Linked DNA regions of Sus scrofa: region 2 is linked to region 1. A link is a contact called in public promoter capture Hi-C data. All regions are on one chromosome and are shown on one strand. The core of a region is the stretch at or near the end of the contact, and the rest is flanking DNA. Distances in the headings are between cores, read along the strand shown. Region 1 holds the start of USP14 (ubiquitin carboxyl-terminal hydrolase 14). Region 2 holds the start of ROCK1 (rho-associated protein kinase 1).

Region 1 (4,857 bases), core at 1,420-3,919:
GAAACTGGCCAAAGATCAAGTCAGGGAAGATAACATAAGTCATGTTGACACATACAGGCTTTATGTTGTATGAAACGTACAATCCTTGAAAGATTTTCATAAAGGCCACTTTGGTCTGATTTGAACATTAGATCACCCTAGGAGTTCCTGTCTTCGCACAGTGGTTAACAAATCCGACTAGGAACCAAAAGGTTTCGGGTTCAATCCCTGGCCTCGCTCAGTGGGTTAAGGATCGGGTGTTGCTGTGAGCTGTGGTGTAGGTCACAGATGCAGCTCGGATCCCGAGTTGCTGTGGCTCTGGTGTGTAGACCGGTGGCTACAGCTCCCATTAGACCCCTAGCCTGGGAACCTCCATATGCCGAGGGAGCGGCTCTAGATAAGGCAAAAAGACCAAAAAAAAAAAAAAAAATTAGATCACCCTAGCAGCAGCAGGGAATATACAGGTTTAAAAGGGGAACCGCCAACTATGATCACTGAGATAAGCCCGAAACATATAACAATAGTACAAACAAAAGATGAGAGAGAACCAAATCAAAACAGTAATGAAGAGGAATCTATCTGAAATTTATTGAGCTGTGAAACCACGGGCAGGTTAAACGTTTTATTTACTTATAAAGGAGAATTACACCAGTACTATAAAATTAGGCTAAAAATTAAAACAAAGCAACATGTATCAAAACCGTTAGCTTTCTACCAGACCCAAAAATGTGTTAACTTTTATGGTACTTATCCTTAACCATAAAAGAGTCTGGACATTTAATTTTCTTTCTACTAAAAATTTTCTACTAAAACAGTACTAAAAATGTTTGTAATTTAATGTATGACTCTTCACAGAACCTGAAAATGTAGATTCTCAATATGGAGATGTTAAAGGAAGAAATCTGAGAAATTTAATTCAGTTCCCTCATTATGGAAATGAGGATAAGATCTGATTAAATACATATAATAGAACTCAAATTTTAAGATAGAAAGTTTGGGGAATATATGCATTTTTTAAGGGGAACAGCGACAGGGACTGGATCATTGTGTGTGGGTCTACCAGTGTGTTTTAAGTAGTAGCATACACTGATACTTACTGCCCTTAATTAATGCCCCTTCAACTCTATATTGCATAAACGGAATATTTAAAGTACCATTCTACTGTTAACTGCTGTGGCTTTAAAAGAGATTTAATATTAAAGTATTAAATTCGAGACTCTAGAACATCAGGAATCCACCCCAAGTTTAAACACTATTGTTTTATGTTATTCTTTGAAAATGCTGAATCTTCAATAAAGAACTCATGATAGACTGTCAAGGATGGCCAACGAATCACATATCCTCAGCCAACTGGAACCACCACATATATTTTAGGTGCCATTTTGAATCAGACCAGGAGACAGCAAGATCCATTAACTGGTAAAAACGGGATCTCTTGCCCACACCTTAGACTGTCATCATGCAAAAAAACCCGGTCAAATGCCAATCAAAAGGAAAACACGCTCGCGGATATTTGTATTCCTTTACTTCCGAAAGCTGTGCATCGGACAAAGAAGAGCAATACAATGTATGACGAAATGAAAACGAAGCAAAAAGTCCGTAATCCACCTCGGGATAAAATTGAAATTGGTACAAAAAAGGCGGATGAACTTAAAGGCAGGAAAGGGTAAGCGAAGGAAGGCTACTGAGGAAGGAGAGCCTCACATCCCAGGTCCCTCCATCACTCCCTTGCCTCAGACTTCCCCTCCTTGCCGCTCCCTTCCACGGCTACCACTGAAGAGCCTAGGAAATGCCACAGCACCTCCAGCCTGGTCTCCGGGGTCCAGGGACACACCCTCACCTTTCGACGAACGCGAGTACAGCGACAGAAACTATTCTGCAGAGTCACCACTCTTGGAGAGGCCGACGTTCGCTGCTTCCCCACCTCCCCGCGCGCTCCCACCCTACCCACCCGGCGGCCCAAGCCCCACGAGGCTCCCTCGCGTTGCAGGGAGCCAAAAAGGGGCCGGGGTCAGCTCCACACTGCAGCCTCCCACCCCGTGCTCGGAGGGCGCCCGCCCTGCTGGCCAGGCCTACCAGAGGCCTACCCCGTGGCGGAGGTGCGGGGCGCGAGGCGAAGAGGGCGCTCACCGGAGTAGAGTGGCATGGCGAGGCGCGTAGGGAGGCGGCGGCGTGGGAAGGCTGGGTCTGGCAAGGGCGGCCAAGGGAAAGGGAGGCGAAGTAGCTGTGGCGGCGGCCGAGGCGGAGGCGCGGCGGTGGCGGCAGACGCGGTGCGACGAAAGACTCATTCAAACCGGCCACTGGCGATGACGCAGCAATACGCAGCTTGCCTGCCGAGCCACGGGGCGACTGGGAGGCGACGAGGCGGGGCCTGGAGGTGGAGAGAAAAGGGAGGGGATGGCTGGGTGGGCGGGGCGCACAAGGACCTCGCGCAGCACAGGTGCGCGCCTGCGCACTGCACCCCGCCTGTGCCCCCGAGCTCCCAGCTCCACCCCGTCCCATTCCCCCCAACCCCCCACTCCCGACCCCGCCCTGCAGACCGCGGAAAGGCTGAGAACGTAGTAATTCTGCAGCAGCTTCTGAAGAAGTCCTCGGTCTTATTTCTAAATGATGGACGGTACGAGCTGGAGCTTTATTCTTGCTGTTAATGTAGTTTCTAATGCTCCGCCCCTCCATTTGGTCTACTTGTTAGGGAAAATGTCTAGCTCTTGTTTCAGAATTTTGCCACAAAAATAAATGTCAAAGTGCTTCGAATATTTCTGTCTTGTTGTAACATATTACTGTTGTTTCTAACAATGTGTTCCCTAGGTTAGTAAAGGAGTAGATACAATGCCCCTGAGTGGCTCGTGGGAGTTACTTGCAGCCCTCCACTTAATTGTCTTGGACCTGTTTCCCCAGGATGGAAAATGTGGAAACTAGACTGGAAGGTTTGTTTCTAAGGCCTCTTCATACTCTAAACTGTCCTGGTTGAGATCAGTTAAGATATTCCAGATGAATTAGAGAGGAGAGATCGAATCTGTCAGTGAACCAGGAATTTCAAAGAAATGCAACTTAAATTTGAGTTACTTTCTTGCCTAATATAGAGATTTTATAATGATCCCATATGCTGCAAAAGATGAGTTGAAGCTGTATTTCAAAACTAAAATCATCCATATTTCAAAACATTACAACCCATCTGGAGAGTGATTTCGTCAGTGTACTTCAGGAGTCTCATTCACTGGTCACTGCTTCACTACTTCCAGACCTATCCTAAAAAAGTGACCCAAAATGTAACCAAAACGACACAAAGATGCAACAGAACATTATTTAAAGTAATGTATGTAATATTAAGTGGAAAGGGTATATTGAATTTATTAAGCATTATAAGTACATAAAACCAATGGTAATAGATTCAGACTTTTCTTTTTTATTTAGTTTATTTATTTTTGGCCACATCCAGGCACGCAGAAATTCTGAGGTCAGGGATCAAACCTGTGCCAAAGCTGTTGTGCCACAAGAGAACTCCAAGGCTTTTTTATTTTTATTATTTATTTATTTATTTATTTATTTGCGTTTTAGGGCCACTCCCACGGCATGTGGAAGTTCCCAGGCTAGGGGTGGAATTGGAGCTATAGCTGCCAACCTACACCGCAGAAATCTGGCATCTGAGCCCTATCTGGGACCTGCACACAGCTCACAGCAAGCAGGATCCCTGCCCACTGAGCAAGGCCAGGGATGGCACCCTCATCCTCATGGATGCTAGTTGAATTTGTTTCTGCTTCATTACATTAGGAACTCCAACAGACTTTTTTTTTTAATTGAAGTATATTTGATTAACAATGTTGTGTTAGTTTCAAGTGTACAGCAAAGTGATACAATTATACATATAGAAGTATATTTTATTTTTCAGATTATTTTCCATTATAGATTATTACAGGCTGTTGAATAAAGTTCCCTATGCTATACACTAGATCTTTGTTATTTATTTTATATATAATAGGGCGTAGCTGTTAATCAAAAACTCCTAATTTATCCCTCCCATCCCTTTCCCCTTTGGCAACCCTAAGTTTGTTTTCTGTGTCTATGAGTCTATTTCTGTTTTGAAAATTAATTCATTTGTGTCTTTTTTAGATTCCACATACAAATAATATACGATATTTGTCTTTGTGTGACTTACTTCACTTAAGATGATAATCTCTAGTTTCATTAATGTTGCTGCAAATAGCATTATGTTATTCCTTTTTGTGGCTGAGTAATATTCCATTGTATATATGTACCACATGTTCTTTATACATTCCCTGGTGATGGACATTTAGGTTGTTTCCATGTCTTGGCTATTTTAAATTATGTGTTATGTACATGGGAGTGCACGTATCTTTTCAAATTATAGTTTCATCTGGGTATATGCCCAGGACTGGGATTGCTGGATGATATGGATGCTGCTAACTCTATTTTAGTTTGTGCTGTTTTTGTTTTTGTTTTGGGGGCGTTTTTTGGCCAGGGCACAACAAGGACAATGCCAGATCCTTAACCACTAGGCCACCAGAGAACACCTATTTTTAGTTTTTTAAGGAACCCCCATACCTTTCTCCATAAGGGTTGTACCAATTTACATTCCTGCCAACAGTATAGGAAAGTTCCTCTTTTTCCACACCCTCTGAACGTTTATTATTTGTAGGTTTTTTGATGATGGCCATTCTGATCAATGTGAGTGGATGTTTCATTGTAGTTTTGATTTGCATTTCTCAATAATAAGTGATGTTGAGCATCTTTTCATGTGCTTGTTGGACATCTGTATGTTTTTGGAGAAATGTCTATTTAGGTTTTTGCCCATTTTGGGGATTGGGTTGGGTTTTTTGGTTTTTGTTTTTGATGTTGAGCTGTTTGAGCTGTTTATAC
Region 2 (4,857 bases), core at 1,699-4,198, 180 kb after region 1:
CCAGTCAAATCCCTCACACTCTAACGCCAATCTGTCCTTCCAACTTTATCTACTGTTTCCCTAAACACTTCCTGGCCGATCACATTTCCATTCTTGTTATCTTTCACTCCCTCTTTGAATGTTCTCCATCTAAATCCTATCCATGCAGCATATAGCATACTCTGGCTCTCAACTCACAGAGAGTTCTTCCTTTCAATATACAAGAATGTATATTACCTATACCAAATATTTGAAATTTATCACATATTTCCTCTGTGAAGTGTTAGCTTTGTTTTTGTGTATGTGTATAAGATTAGGACTTGTTTTTCTAAACAGATTGGTACTTTTAAGGAAAGACTCCATGACTTATATTTCCTTGTATCCTCCACATTTCAATAAACTTGTGACGTTCCCAACAAATGAAGCTATGGCAATAGGCTAGAAGACAACTAAAAACAAACCCCACCAAACAACAACAAAAAAATCTACTAAACCCTCCTTGTAATGGAATAAGGAGATCAAAAAGCAATGTAAAATCACAGATACAAGGAAACTGGACAAATATTAAATGAAGAATTAGACATCTTAAGAGTTACAGAGATTCTTCTTAGAAAGACATGTCCTAAATTCTTCCACTTCTCTCATTCGATAAAATGTTCTCAATTGTATTAAGCATTAACCCTCCTTTTTGTTTCTCAATATGAAGAGCATGCACAACGTGGGTGAGACATTTCAAACATAAAGCCCACAGTTTATTTCAGTCAAGGATGCTCAGAGTAATTTAAAAAGCTGTGGGGAGAAACTTTCATGTAGAACCATACACATTAGAAAACATACACAGGTATTTGGGAGTAACTGAAATGTATGTTAATTTTAAATGATCTACATCATTTCCCTGATTCAAGATGAGATTTTAAAATATTATTTCTCTGGAGTGGAATTATTTAGTTCACTTAATTCTAATCCCAAATATTGTGTACATCTAACACCTATCCCTGAGAAGGTTGTAAATCACTATTCATATACATACTCTTTGCAACCTTAGAGATTATATGGTTGTGCATGGACCAATAGAACTATTATATAACTTTTAGTTGTTCAGTAAAATAAAAAGAAAAACTTCCTTACAGATGGTTTCCAACTATTACTATTAGGGGAAATTGACAAAACTTAAGAATTCCAATTATCTACAATTAATTGTTCATGCTATAAACCACTGAAGAATTTTTAAAATCGTGTTTTGGCCTTTCATATCATAAAAACTTCTTTAGAATGTTTCAAAAGACATAATGTTAACAGGTACAACACTACCAAAAAAAGGGCAGTTATGATAAAATATCTGTGCAGGACTTCTGTAATCAACAATATTGTAAAAGACTTTAATGTGATGACCTATCATCAGTTATCTTGGATTTTTACACTTAGTAGTCCAGCAAAAAAGTTCTCTCAGACTCAAATCACCTATGACACTTTGGCTCAAAAATCACTTCCTCAATATAGATTCTATATTGTCACAAGTCTAAAAATTAAACCCTTAAGGAGGTAAATCGCTGAAAATGGAAAACAGTCTTTTCCAATCTTACTGTCAAACCGATCAGAAAGATTAATATTACTAAAATCGCCAATCAACAAACTATACACATAGTAATAAGCTGGACGGGGTAACTATGATGCCTGCAAGTTTATTAAGTGTCTTTTGTGTAATGATGAACTGAGTCAGAACTACAAGTTGAGAGAGTAGTTAGTACAATGATAAACAGGGCCACAGCACGAGATTTTAGTGGTACTCCAATATTCTTCACAAACACCACCAGATTTTGGTGTTTTCCACACCTGAATTTTTCTTTTGCCGATAACCAGACTGAAAGCAAGAGGAAGGAAATAAACAGAGAACCTCAGACAAGCAAAAGAGAACTGGGCTACTCACCAGCAAACAATCTGAATTCACTTCCGATTTGGGATCCCGCAGCAAGTTGTCGATTTTTTCAAACCGAGTCTCAAAACTGTCCCCAGTCGACATGTTGCTGCTACTGTGACAATACCCTCGTACCAGCACAAGCAGCGGAAAGCAATTTCAGCCAACTTCCTCCGGCGGTGGGTTCGCGGCCGCCGGGCGGAGGAGCCGGAACTCCAGGGTCACCAGGTGCGCGCGGTCCCCCTCCTCCCCCTCACTAAGGGGATCTCCGCTCTCCAGACCCCGGGCCGGGGGCGACGGCGACCCACAGCCGCTCGGATGCCCAAAGTAGCATCCCACCCGGCAGCCCCTCACGACAGCCGACAGCGCCGTCGCCACCAGACTTGTCGCTCCAGGCAAATGCTTCAGCCTAGCGGGCCCCGGCCGCCTTGGCCATGGAGAGTTCCCGGTCCCGAGATGGGCAGGAGGGGGTAGAGAAAGAGAAGCAGGGTGGAGACTCCTCCGGGCAGCAGGGGAGGGAGAGGAGGAAAGGCGAAAGCGAAGGGCGGGTGCGGAGCCGTGCCAGCTGCCGCCGCCGCCGCCGCCTGGGCCCCCGGCCGGGCCCGCTCCGTTCTGAGGCGCTGGAGGCGGTCTAGCCCTGCATCCCCGGCACCACTTGGCCCGGCCCGACGCACCGACCCGCGCCGGCCAAGAGCTGGTCCCCGAGGGATAGCCTCACTCTCCCATTTTGTCCTGGCGCTGCTGGGGCTGCTGCTGTGGCGTCCGGCGGGGCAGGGCGAGGTCGGTGCCCGATGGAGACTTAGGAGAGGACAGGCTGGAGAGCGGCCGGTAAAGGAGATGAGAGTCGGGTCCCGGCGGCTGCTGCTGGGGGAGCTCCTGGGAGGTGCTGCGGCCCCGGCTGGGGAAAGGGCGAGTCGCGACGGCGAACGCTTTGGGGGGTGGGGCGATGGGGGCCGTGAGGGACTAATATGTCCGCCTTCCTGTTCAAACAAACGGAGACCGCCGGCGTAGACTGCGCATGCGGGGCGCGGACGTTCGGAAGGGGAACCGGGCCTGCCTCGCGCGCGCGCGCGCGCGCGCACTCCGGCGCCTCCGCAGGGCCGGGCGGGGCTGGGTTGGGCGGGGCCGGACGGAAGGCGTGGCGCACCCCGGGCTTCGCGGGCGGGCGGGGTAGGCTGGCAGCCGTGAGGAGCCGACCGGGTGCGGCAGGCAGCGTAACCCTCTCGCCGGCAGGCTCTAGGGAGCCACGCAGCGCTTAGGAAGCGGCTGTGAGAGTCCGGGCTGGGGAGGAGCTCTTGCTGCCTCTAGTCGCGTCCTGGCCGCTGCCTCAGCTCCGCTTCCTTTGGGCTGCAACCGTCGGGTGAATTCTGGCAAGAAAGAAAGGGTGCTTGTTATTGTTATTTTGGAGCTAAGTGGGTTTTTGTTTTTGTTGTCGTTTGTTTCTTGTTTTAAGGGCAAATACCTTTCCGCCGGCAGGCATCAGCATTTTGGCACCACCGGTTTCAGGTCTTCAGTAGTACTGAGTGAACTCCACATGGTTTAACTCGCCTGTGCTTCCATGGGAAAATTACGAAGCAATGCAGTTCATAACCCTCCTAAACCGAGCGTGTGTGTCAGGGGAGCATTAAAATATTGACTCCGGAAGATCTAGTCAGTAGAAATCAAACTCAGTTTAGTTTAAAAAACAAGCCAAATAATAATTATAATCTCGTAGGAAAAATCCGTATTTTTAAGTTAATGTTACTAGTTGTCCTACACCATTGTAGTTCACTTATTGATGCGTAATCCTGACGTTTCAATTTCAAAACATTCAGTGAAACTTGGAATTGTGATTTTACCAGACTAAAGTAGAACGTGAAAATAATGGGCATGTCCTCTTAAATAAGTTGCGTCATTGACTGTACTGAGAGAGTGAGACTGTTCCCCAATCTGCTGATAAAGTTATGTTCCTCACTGCTTTCAGCAGGAAATCTACCGTAATTCGTATGTAGTCAATCTTTAGTTTTGCTCATAGGTCAAATGAAGTATTGCCAGAAATAAAAAATGTAAATGTTTTATCCCACACTGGAAAATGCTGCAGATGAACCAATTGTCTTTGTATGTAAAAATCACTGTGCAGCGTCTGAACAGTTCACCAACTTTCTGAAGTGAGTCAGGGTTTAGGAAAAGTTATATTATTTGAAAAATGTCTCTTCTCTTTTCATTGCATTAGATACAAGAAATAGATGTAAAATCCACTGTATAAATCAAGATAGGAAGTCCTCACAAGAATCATATCAAAAACAACTAGATGGGGAGTCCCCATTATGGCTCAGTGGTTAATGAATCCGACTAGGAACCATGAGGTTGTAGGTTCCCTCCCTGACCTTGCCCAGTGGGTTAAGGATCCGGCGTTGCTGTGAGCTGTGGTGTAGGTCACAGACGAGGCTCGGATCCCTTGTTGCTGTGGCTCTGGTGTGGGCCAGCAGCTACAGCTCCGATTAGACCCCTAGCCTGGGAACCTCCATATGCCGCAGAAGTGGCCCTAGAAATAGCAAAAAGACAAAAAAAAAAAAAACCTAGATGGAATTCAGGTATTTCATTAAATGCTTTTGCAGTGACTTTTCTTGGTTCCAGTGTTTTAAGCCAGTCATGTGAATTAAATTTATTTTTAAGCGTAGGGCTTAAAATAAATCTGGCAGTTGCCTTAGAATAAATTTTCTAAACCCTGCTTGTCCTTTTTTATTACCATTTTTAGGTAGTCTTAGGAATTTTGTTTTTTTCTCAGAGAACTGTGAGCATTATGCTGCTTTCCACTTAGACACATGAAAAAATGCAGCTAAGACAATTCATGAGTGGCACTGATAAGTGGGACTGAAAATCAGTCTAGCAAAGCTACCAGAAATATATGTGAGGCCTGTTTTACTGATCCACAAGGCTATTCTGATTATTGTAACCTATGCGGTGTCTTTTACATTAAGATG

What was found. Promoter capture Hi-C pulls out the DNA fragments that hold promoters and counts their contacts.
Region 2: a contact with region 1 is called in a promoter capture Hi-C map of fetal liver, with 2.6 times the contacts expected there. The contact joins the promoter of ROCK1 here to the promoter of USP14 in region 1. A contact is called at or near these places in 2 of 5 promoter capture datasets (fetal liver and liver), 4 of 47 Hi-C or Micro-C datasets (brain, embryonic fibroblasts, heart right ventricle and 1 more) and 1 of 2 datasets of contacts at active chromatin or transcription factors (alveolar macrophages).

What each region holds. Positions count from the first base shown.
Region 1 is chr6:106,137,048-106,141,904 of Sscrofa11.1, forward strand. USP14 (ubiquitin carboxyl-terminal hydrolase 14) reads right to left here and starts at 2,670. Exons shown (of 16, transcript XM_021096159.1): 1 at 2,067-2,670. The coding sequence starts at 2,655.
Region 2 is chr6:106,312,050-106,316,906 of Sscrofa11.1, forward strand. It overlaps ROCK1 (rho-associated protein kinase 1), which reads right to left and starts at 2,949. Exons shown (of 33, transcript XM_005653400.3): 1 at 1,907-2,949. The coding sequence starts at 1,999.